2 separate regions of the Mus musculus genome follow, and region 1 is linked to region 2. The links are chromatin contacts, called in public Hi-C maps. All regions are on one chromosome and are shown on one strand. The core of a region is the stretch at or near the end of the contact, and the rest is flanking DNA. Distances in the headings are between cores, read along the strand shown. Region 1 holds the start of 2210011K15Rik (a long non-coding RNA gene). Region 2 overlaps Insig2 (insulin induced gene 2).

What was found. A called contact is a pair of places that touch in the nucleus more often than the background predicts.
Region 1: a Hi-C map of muscle stem cells shows a contact between it and region 2, with 1.5 times the contacts expected there. The contact joins the promoter of 2210011K15Rik here to the enhancer-like site in region 2. A contact is called at or near these places in 10 of 484 Hi-C or Micro-C datasets (the C2C12 cell line, the N1E-115 cell line, bone marrow-derived dendritic cells and 7 more), 5 of 115 datasets of contacts at active chromatin or transcription factors (the SCID.adh cell line, embryonic forebrain, embryonic stem cells and 1 more) and 3 of 9 other capture datasets (adipose tissue, liver and pancreatic islet).

Annotation. Positions count from the first base shown.
Region 1 is chr1:121,358,119-121,363,133 of GRCm38.p6, reverse strand. It overlaps 2210011K15Rik (a long non-coding RNA gene), which reads left to right and starts at 3,063. Exons shown (of 3, transcript XR_003947976.1): 1 at 3,063-3,112; 2 at 3,217-3,322.
Region 2 is chr1:121,311,784-121,316,639 of GRCm38.p6, reverse strand. It overlaps Insig2 (insulin induced gene 2), which reads left to right. Exons shown (of 6, transcript NM_133748.2): 3 at 4,315-4,439. Among named protein-coding and RNA genes, the nearest start is that of Insig2, 14 kb to the left of the region's middle. Within about 2 kb of position 1,644, at least 69 of the 459 cell types and tissues checked have an H3K27ac peak or open chromatin away from gene starts, as enhancers often do. A contact at or near this core is called in embryonic forebrain and muscle stem cells, where this site is marked.

The DNA.
Region 1 (5,015 bases), core at 1,814-4,313, 45 kb before region 2:
CCAGGCTGTTGAACTTCCCTTTGTAGATCAGGAAAATCTGAGCAAGTTTTCATTTTAGTTTTCTGAATGCAAATCATTTTAAATAAGAATAAATATTCCTTTAAATCTTTTACACACAAAACCTCACCTTCCCAGCAACCATGTGGCTCAGGAGAAAGACTGGCAGGACTTCTCCACCTTCCCCTACTGTGATAACTAGCTCAAAAAAAAAAAAAAAAAAAAAAAAAAAAAGAGAGAGAAAACCAATGTCAGCTAAGAAGGCAGGCAGTTGGGAGGCCAATTTCTCTCTATATGCCATTTAAAAATAAATGCTTTCAGGACTAAAGACATGGACTACTGGTTAAGAGTGCTTGCTGCTATTGTTGGGGACTAGAGCCCAGTTCCAGCACCCAGATCAGGAGCTCATAACCACTTGAAACTCCAGCTCCAGGGGTTCTGAGCCCTAGTTCTGGCCTCTGTTGGCATGTGTGCACACACCCACACCCACACTCACACACCCTTAAAGTAAATGTTTGCTTCCCACAATTACATGTTTTATGCAAAGATTTCTTTCTCTTATATATGTTTTTCCTTTTATTGAAAATAAATTTTTCTTACATAATATATTCTAATTACAGGCTCCCCTCCCCTCTCACCCTAGTTCCTACTGACCTCCCCTCCCATCTGGATCTACCACCTTTTCTGACTCTCATTAGAAACCAGCAGGCTTCCAAGGGATAATAATAAAATAAAGTAGAATAAGATAAAACAAAAACTAGCACACAGAATAGGGCAAAACAAACAAGCAAAAGGGAGAGAGCTCAAGAAATGGCACAAAAAGATTTATATAAAGGCAGAGACCCACTCATTCACACATTCAGAAATCCCATGAAAAGACTAAACTGGAAGCCATGATATTCTTTAAAAAAGTTTAGGGTATCAAGGGAAAATAAAAATTAAAAAAAATTAAGATTAAAATAAAAAAGCCTTGACATGAGATTATGACATAAGGAACCTCCAAAGATGCCACAAAATTTATTTTCTGTTGGCCATTTACTTCTGGGCATGTAGCCTACCTTAAAAGTAGTTTGTTTTCTGAGGGAGACTCCCTTGGGGAAACTAAATTTTTACTTGCAAGTGGTTATCAGTTGGAGGAGATCGATTCTAGGTTAGATATGGGGACATGTGTTTACTTCTATCAGATCTATGGACTCATCTGGTGTAGACCGGTGCAGGCCCTGTGCACGTGAGTTCATAGCCAGATATGGGGTGACTTAGAGGGCTTTGGTTTTTCTTCCTCCTCCTCCTCCTCCTCCTCCTCCTCCTCCTCCTCCTCCTCCTCCTCCTCCTCCTCCTCCTCCTCCTCCTCCTCCTCCTCCTCTTCTTCTTCTTCTTCTTCTTCTTCTTCTTCTTCTTCTTCTTCTTTTGGTTTTTCGAGACAGGGTTTCTCTGCATAGCCCTGGCTGTCCTGGAACTCATTCTGTAGACCAGACTGGCCTCAAACTCAGAAATCTGCCTCCTCTGCCTCCCGAGTGCTGGGATTAAAGGTGTGTCCCACCACGCCCAGCTTTTACTTTGGTTCCTCTAATTCTCCATCCCCTGTGGCTGTTACAGACTTTCTACCACCTCTTCTGAGGGGCTCCCTGAATACTGAGGGGAGGGATTTGATGGAGACATCCCATTTAGGGCTGAGCATTCAAAGGTCTCTTCCTCTCTGCACATTGTCTGGCTGTGACAATGTTCCCATTTGTTATATTTGTTATATTCCTTATATTTGTTATATTGACATTGTTATGTTTGTTCCCATCTGCTGCAGAAGAAAGCTTCTCTGGTGATGACTGAGTGCAATTGTGCTTTTAATCTGAGGCAAATCTGCTGGTGTTCTCAACAGAGCAGCCGTAGGCATGTTCCTGCTGGCGATTTAGATGGGATCTTTTCCCTACTTGTTGTTTTTGGACTTTGTGTTCTATCCCCAAGGGATATTTACACTACATTTGGCATAAAATTCATACTACAGCTTTATGTTTTATAGTATGAAAAAGAAAGCTTTGGAGATTATTATGATGTAGTTATTTCTTTTGAGCATCACATGGTTATAGTCCTCATAGAGACAAGATTGCTATAGGAACTACAGGGGACCTTGCTCTGCTTCCAGTCTAGACAGGGGAATAAGAAAGACAATAAACATGCAGATAGCTAGAGCATAGTCATGTGCTGAGACTAGCAACATTCACTCATGGTTCATAGGTGGAGGAGAGAGGGTTCCTAGACTTTCATCCAAGATCCTACCCACCACCCTCACCTGTCACCTGGTCTGGGAGAAGCAATAGAGTATATAGGAAGTAAAAGGGAGATGGGGAGAGGAACTCCAGAGATGCTATTGCCATGCGTCATCCCTCCTGCTCCTGTCAGCAGCCTCTGACTCACGGATTCACCAGGAGTGAGCTCATTGGCTCATCAGGCTGGGCTGATACGAAATTGTGTCTGTGGTCTGTTATTCCCCTGCCAGGGGTGAATGTCCCTCACGGAGATTCTTAGCATTAAGAACATCACTAAGAGTACAGACAGCTTTGCACACAAGTCAATAGTGTGTGCGTATGACTGTGTGTGTGTGTGAGTGTGTGAGTGTGTGCATGTGTGTGTGTGTGAGTGTGTGTGAGAGTGAGTGTGTGTGTGTGTGTATGAGTGTGTGTGTGTGCATGTGTGTGAGTCTGAGTCTTAAGGTGGAAGTTTATAAGCCAAGCCTTCCTGATGGTTTTCTCTGCCTGGGTCTTGCATGTGGATGGATACACACTCCCTCAGCTTCATTCTCTGGCTATTTACTGCCTCTACCTCCATTATGGACTCTCCCAATGGGACTGTAAGCCAAAATACGCACTTTTTTACTCCTATAAAGTTACTCTGATCATGGAATTTTATTGCAGTGACAAAAAAAAAAAAAAAAAAAAAGACTGCAGAGCCCTTTCCTGCTATGGCGCCATGCCTTGCCCTGTTGCACTTACTAGACCAGCTTGCTTATATGGTTTCCGAGATAAAGAAAGTTCACCCCAGCTGGTTTTGCAGAACTCCCAACACTCCTGTATCATGGAGGCCGAACCATGACAATGCCTGGCAGAGTCCAAAGACGATGAGTGTTGGTAGCTTCCTCGCATCTGATTTCTAAGTCTGTAAATTCACATCTGAGATAAAAGAAATGCAAGGGCCTAACTCCCGAGCTCTGGGTTTGCTTTCCTCTAGGGTGTGGCTCCAATGCCAGAAGCTGAAGGGCTGAGGAGACTGCTCATCCAGTAGAGGTGCTGGCTGCCGGGCCGGTGGACCGAGCTTGATCCTTGGGACCTAGATGGTAAGTGAGAGCACTGACTCTGACATAATGTCGTTGGACGGTCACACACAGTATGGAACCTCTGCATTCCCCTACAATGAAATCAGTAAATGTTAACTGTTCTTCAGACGTAAGAAGACGAGCCTTAGACGTGATATTTTCATCAGCACGATCTAACGCGAACGATTGAAGGCTGAGACTTGTGCTGGTCATTCTGCTCGCCTCTGCAGCCACACCCAACCAGAAGCAACTCCGAGGAGCAGTGGCAGCAGAAGGGGTGGCAGGGGCAGCAGGGGCAGCAGGGGCAGGAGGGGAAGATGGAGGGGCAGCAAGGGCGGGAGGGGCAGGAGTAGCAGGAGTGGCAGCAGGGGCAGGAGGGGCAGCAAGGGCAGGAGGATCAGGAGGTGCAGGAGGGGCAGGAGGGGCATCAGGGGCTGGAGGGGCAGCAAGGGCAGGAGGGGCAGAAGGGGCAGCAGGGGTGGGAGGGGCATCAGGGGCATCAGGGGCAACAGGGGCAGCAGGAGGGGCAACAAGGGCGGGAGGGGCAGCAGGGGCAGGAGGGGCAGGAGGGGCAGGAGGGGCAGCAGGTGCGGGAGGGACGGGAGGGACAGCAAGGGCAGCAAGGGCGGGAGGGGCAGGAGGGGCAGCAGGGGCAGCAGTTGCGGGAGGGGCAGCAGGGGCAGGAGGGGCAGGAGGGGCAGCAAGGGCAGCAAGGGCGGGAGGGGCAGGAGGGGCAGCAGGGGCAGGAGGGACAGGAGGGGCAGCTGGGGCAGGAGGGACAGGAGGGGCAGCAGGGGCAGGAGGGACAGGAGGGGCAGCTGGGGCAGCAGGGGCAGGAGGGGCAGCAAGGGCAGCAAGGGCGGGAGGGGCAGGAGGGGCAGGAGGGACAGCAGGGGCGGGAGGGGCAGCAGGGGGGCAGCAGGGGCAGGAGGGGCAACAAGGGCGGGAGGGGCAGCAGGGGCAGGAGGGGCAGGAGGGGCAGGAGGGGCAGCAGGTGCGGGAGGGACGGGAGGGACAGCAAGGGCAGCAAGGGCGGGAGGGGCAGGAGGGGCAGCAGGGGCAGCAGTTGCGGGAGGGGCAGCAGGGGCAGGAGGGGCAGGAGGGGCAGCAAGGGCAGCAAGGGCGGGAGGGGCAGGAGGGGCAGCAGGGGCAGGAGGGACAGGAGGGGCAGCTGGGGCAGCAGGGGCAGGAGGGGCAGCAAGGGCAGCAAAGGCGGGAGGGGCAGGAGGGGAAGGAGGGACAGCAGGGGCGGAAGGGGCAGCAGGAGGGGCAGCAGGAGGGGCAGCAGGGGCGGGAGGGAAAGCAAGGGCGGGAGGGGCAGGAGGGGAAGCAGGGGCAGGAGGGGCAGCAGGGGCAGGAGGTGCAACAGGGGCAGGAGGGACAGCAAGGGCGGGAGGGGCAGGAGGGGCAGCAGGGGCGGGAGGGGCAGGAGGGGCAGGATGGGCAGGATGGGCAAGAGTGTCAGCAAGGGCAGGAGGGACAGAAGGAGGGGCAGCAGGGGCAGCAGGAGGAGCTGGCCACACTGCATCTTTACTGGGTTTCTAGGAAGTGGTCCTTGGCTATAAAACCTTCAAGCCTGTGCTGGAGAGATTGCTTCATTGATACAGAACTTTTCTAGTAAGTATGAAGACCTGAATTCAAAGTTCAGATACTCAGCATTCACAGATATACACACAGACATCTGTCTCTGTCTCTGTCTCTGTCTCTCTCTCTC
Region 2 (4,856 bases), core at 395-2,894:
TTGTCCTGCTTTCATTTCCTGGGTGCTGGGACTGGAGGTTTAACATTACCAGCTCTAAAGAATAAATACTTCAAAAGACAATTTCTGTATTGTGGGTAAAAGAAGTAGAGAAGTTACTTCAAAAATCACACAAATAGGTAAGCCCGAGAAGGTCATTTAAAGGATCCTGCTAGTCAAACAGTTCTCACCTCTTTCTTGGAGAGGTCTCTATTCTTCCCAGTTCCCACCGTCCAAGGTGAGCCTACAGAGTTTACACTGGTCTATTGGTGTCTTGGCCCCAATTCCCTGAGCTTAGAGAATTTTCCTACCTTGATTTTGACTGACACCACTTCCCTGTGTTCTGTTGAACTCTCTGGGATGTAAGAATGATTGTCTCTGACACAATGTGGTGGCGTGCGTGGTTTTCCTGATTCATTACCATGCTCAGGGTTAAAGCCTTCTCGTGACATTTTGTAATACTCTGACTCTTTCTGGACCCCAAGTTTCCCTTCATGTCAAACCTTAGAGTTTCCTGGTAATGCTGCTTGTTTCTGGATGTGCCTTAGTCCTTCAGGCACCTCCCTCTGCTGTGAGATTGTTTCCTTGCTTCTGCCTGCAGGGTCACTCGTATGGAAACGTTCTAGACAGCCCAACACCTTATGTCTCCTCATGTGCAGAAACAGAGTAAGAACCCCTCCGTATCCTGTCAGGACTTAACAGCATTCAGTAGTGTCTGTCACTTTGCCATGGAAACACATCCTCTTGTTTATTAGTGTGCACATGTCTATGCCCATGTGTGTCTGTGTGTTGGTGCACGCACACATGCCAGAGGACAAGTTCAACTGCTACATCTCAGATGTCATCTACCTTGGTGGTGGTGGTGGTGGTGGTGGTGGTGGTGGTGGTGGTGGTATTATTTTGTCTTTGAGACAGTCTTTCACTGGCATGGAACTCACGAAGTAGGGTAGGCTGGCTGGCCAGCAAACCCCAGGAAGCTGCTTGTCTTTGCTTCATAGTACAAGGGGATTTCAAGTGCCCACCACCGTGCCTGCTGCGTGTGTGTGTGTATGTGTGTGTGTGTGTGAGTGTGTGTGTGTGCGTGTGCGTGTGCGTGTGTGTGTGTGTGTGTGTGTGTGTGCGCGTGTGCGTGTGTGAAGTAGATCCTTAAGATCAGACTCAGATCCTTGGGCTTACACAGCAAGCACATTACAAACTCAGCCATCTCCCAAGCCCTCTTTAAATCCCCAGGAAATATCAAGAGCCAGATACATTATAGGGCTTAAGTAGTTGCTGAATGAAATCATGGCCTGCCTCTGTTGTAGTCTTCCATGGAAGTGTGTCTTGCTGAGCACTGTGGTTTTGTTCAGCCCCCCTTGTGCTAGATGCCTAATTTAACTGTTCCTTTTCCTGCCTCACTGCACTGAGCACAGTATCCTGAGAGAGTGATGGCTTACTACCAGTGCTTCACAAGCTCCCTTTGTCTTCAGTCTTGGCAGACTGTTACTGGGAATCACTTAAAGACATCAGAAGACATGTGATTTTACATCTGAGAACCATCTGATTAGGCAGGATTGTATTTGCATATGATTTTACACAGCATGATTTTAAGTCTCTTGTTTTTAAAAAAAAAGGTGCAGAGAGAAAAGAGGAAGCCCAGACATACTCCACTGAGCTCTCAGACAGTGGAGCCTCACTGTGCTGTGTATACTCCTATCAGACTCTGCCATGCCTTTATTTAACGGAAAGAAAGAAAGACATGTAATGGGAAGTGACAAGCTTTCCCAAATCCTCCCTCAGTGAGCAGCTGAGCACCGTGCATACTCAACGGATTGGGGTTTTTATTGGCAAATCCCAGGGTTGGCAGCATGGCCATTTAAATTCCTTCTTTGTGTTTTCACTTTCCCGTCTCAGTTGCCTCTCACTTGCGTAGAAACATAGTCAGTTTTAGTTATTTACACCTTCGCACATACATGTCAGCATCTCTGTGTGATCATTCTTTACCAGTGGCATCAGCTGCTGAGGAAGACTGGCTTGGAATACCTGCTCTGGTTGCATTTTTACTCAGGCACAGGCAAGCAGGAGCAGGATGGCATGGGGTTGAGGATAAATTAATTGATATATAGGTAGATAATAGATGATAATAGGTAGGTAGTAGATGGAAGGATGGTAGATGACAGGTAGGTAGGTACATCAATATCACTATTCATCTATGTATGTGTATGCGTTTATTATACAGAGAATTGGGGAATGACAAATGAGCTGTTTTGTGACAGCCCTTGAGGAAAAAATATCATTTAGACATGTTTCAATTATTAGGCACGCTTGTCATTTTAATCATGTAGAACTTTGAAATTCTGTCGTTTAAACCAATGGGATTTTTCACTAGTGTGTTTTAAACAGGACCATAATGTAGGTTTTCTTTGTGTGCGTACATGTGTCTGTTGGTGGTATGCAGAGGCCTGAGGATGCCCTGGGTTGTCCCTCCTCAGATACATCCCACCTTAGATTTTCTTGTTTCGGTTTGCACTCAGTTCTTTTGGGCTTGCAAGGCAAGTATTTCACAAACTGAGCCATCACCCAGGCCCTGAAACTTGCAATTTTTAGCAGCCATTGGATCTCTACTTTGCTGTGATTTGTCACTGGTCTCAGGATGGCCTGTGAGTCATCAATACTCACCAAAGCTGAGGTAAAAAGAACACAGCACTCCAATCTCATCTCTAGGTGGAAGGAGCCAGGTTGTCTCTTCCACATGCTGTTCCCTTGCTCTGTGTGCCTGTGCTTTCTAATACTAATTGCTTTCCAGTTTTCCTTTTCCTTTTACCGTTTTAATTTTATATTTTAAAATTTAAAAGGTTGTGTGCTTTTGTGGAGAGATGGTGCAACAGTTAAGAGTGTTTAATGTTCTTTTAGAGGGCTTGACCTGAGTTTGTTTCCCTGCACCCATACTGGGTGGCTTTCCCCACTCCTGTACTTCTGGGGATCCTATGTCTTCTAGCACCCAAATGCACATGCACATACTAGCAGGCACATGTGCATATGTAGACACAAATTTAACAAATAATCTTTACCAAATCAATAAATGTTCTTGTGGCTTGAGAGATAGGTCAGTCAGTGCAGTGCTTGCCTTGTTAGCATTTGGTTTGATCCCTCAGAACTCACATTCAACACAAAGGAAAGGGAAGCAAAGGGGGAAGGGCTGGGAGAGAAGAAAGAAAACCTCTAGATAGGGTGGTGCCTGCATGTAATCCAGTGCAGGAGAGGTGGATGCAGCTGGGGCTCTGGGGCTTACTGGGCTGCCAACCAAGCCTTCTTGGTGAGTTCCAGGTCAGTGAGAGATCCTGTTTCAGACAACAAGGTAGGTGGTGGCTGAGCAATGACACCCTAGCTTGTTCTTTGGTTTCTACATGGCTTCGTGAACACATTCAGAAACATGCACAAAATATACACATAAATTTCTTGTCTTTGTTATTAACTACTTAAGTTATGGATAGACTAAGAATGGTTTAGATCTTAGTCATGGATATCTTGCTAGTCAAGAATGTTGTTTCTCAAACCAAGAGCTGTCCACTGAGATGACATTTTCTTACCTTTTAACAGCAAACTTACATATTATCTGTAAATTTGTTTTTAAGACAGTGGTCTGACTATGTGTTAAGTAGACTAAGATGACCTTGAACTCCGTGATTCTTCTTGCTTTTTCCTCCAGTGCTAGGGATAAAGATGTGCACTGCCATGCCTAGCAAATTTGTAATTCTCACCATGTCCTTCCTCCTTTCTGTGTGTAGAAAGAGCCATACCTGAGAGGTCTGTGAGAAGATGAGGTGGACAGCAGAGTCAGGAGATTGCTGGGCACAGACAGGAAACCAGGCAGGGCTGATCTGCATCACATGATGGTCAGGACCTTGGGAGCCTAGTGCAGAGGACAAGGTTGAGTGAGCTCACAGGTCTACCCTCTAGCTTCTCTTTAGCTCCTATGTGTGTATAGCATATTTAAGTACTGTGTTGTTTGAGGAGAACATACTGTGGACTGCGTTGGGGCTTTCAGGTCTCTAAGGTACTGTTAGGAGCTACGTGAGTTAGTGTCTCTGGCTCCTTATGAGTCACTCCTCAGTGTGTGTTGCCTGTAGAGTGCTGCAGCTTCTTCACAGCTTTCTGCAGTGTGCTGCCACTCTCGGTTTCCTTGGAAGGTAAGTTTAAAGATGCAGTGGTGGCCAGTCATTTGGGTAAATTTCCCTTTTTTAAGAATCTAGAAAGCAGTAGCTGTGGTGATTTGTGTAACTTAATGGCTGCCTGTGCAGTGCCGCTGATGACTTACTTTTTTTATTCTTTCCACAGCTGTGATTGGGCTGTTGTACCCCTGCATTGACAGGCATCTAGGAGAACCTCATAAATTTAAAAGAGAGTGGTCCAGTGTCATGCGCTGCGTGGCGGTGTTCGTGGGTATAAATCACGCCAGTGCTGTATCCTTTCTGAAACATGCAGTAACAAGGCAGCCTACAACCTCCCTGCCATCAACTCTGATGGTCTCACTCAGTCTCAATGTTGGCCCAGTTGCTGAGACACCAGGGTAGCAATTGTGAGCTTAGAGTAGGGGTAGATATGTTGGTTTTCAGTCCTGTGGTAACACTCTGTCCTTAGGCCATTAAATTCCTTACATGTAATTTTGTTAATTCAAGAATTGAACTTTCCAAGCCCCACCTCCTCATTCCTTTCCTTTCTTCATTTAGGGTTTGCAGGTAAGGACCCTGGTAGTTTTAGGTACTCTTTTAAAAGTCTATTTTGAAAGAAGTTATATTGTCATGTATTGGTTATAGTCAGCACCAAGAAGTACCCTCCCCCATACACACACACTTGTTTATAATATAGGCTCTTACTGT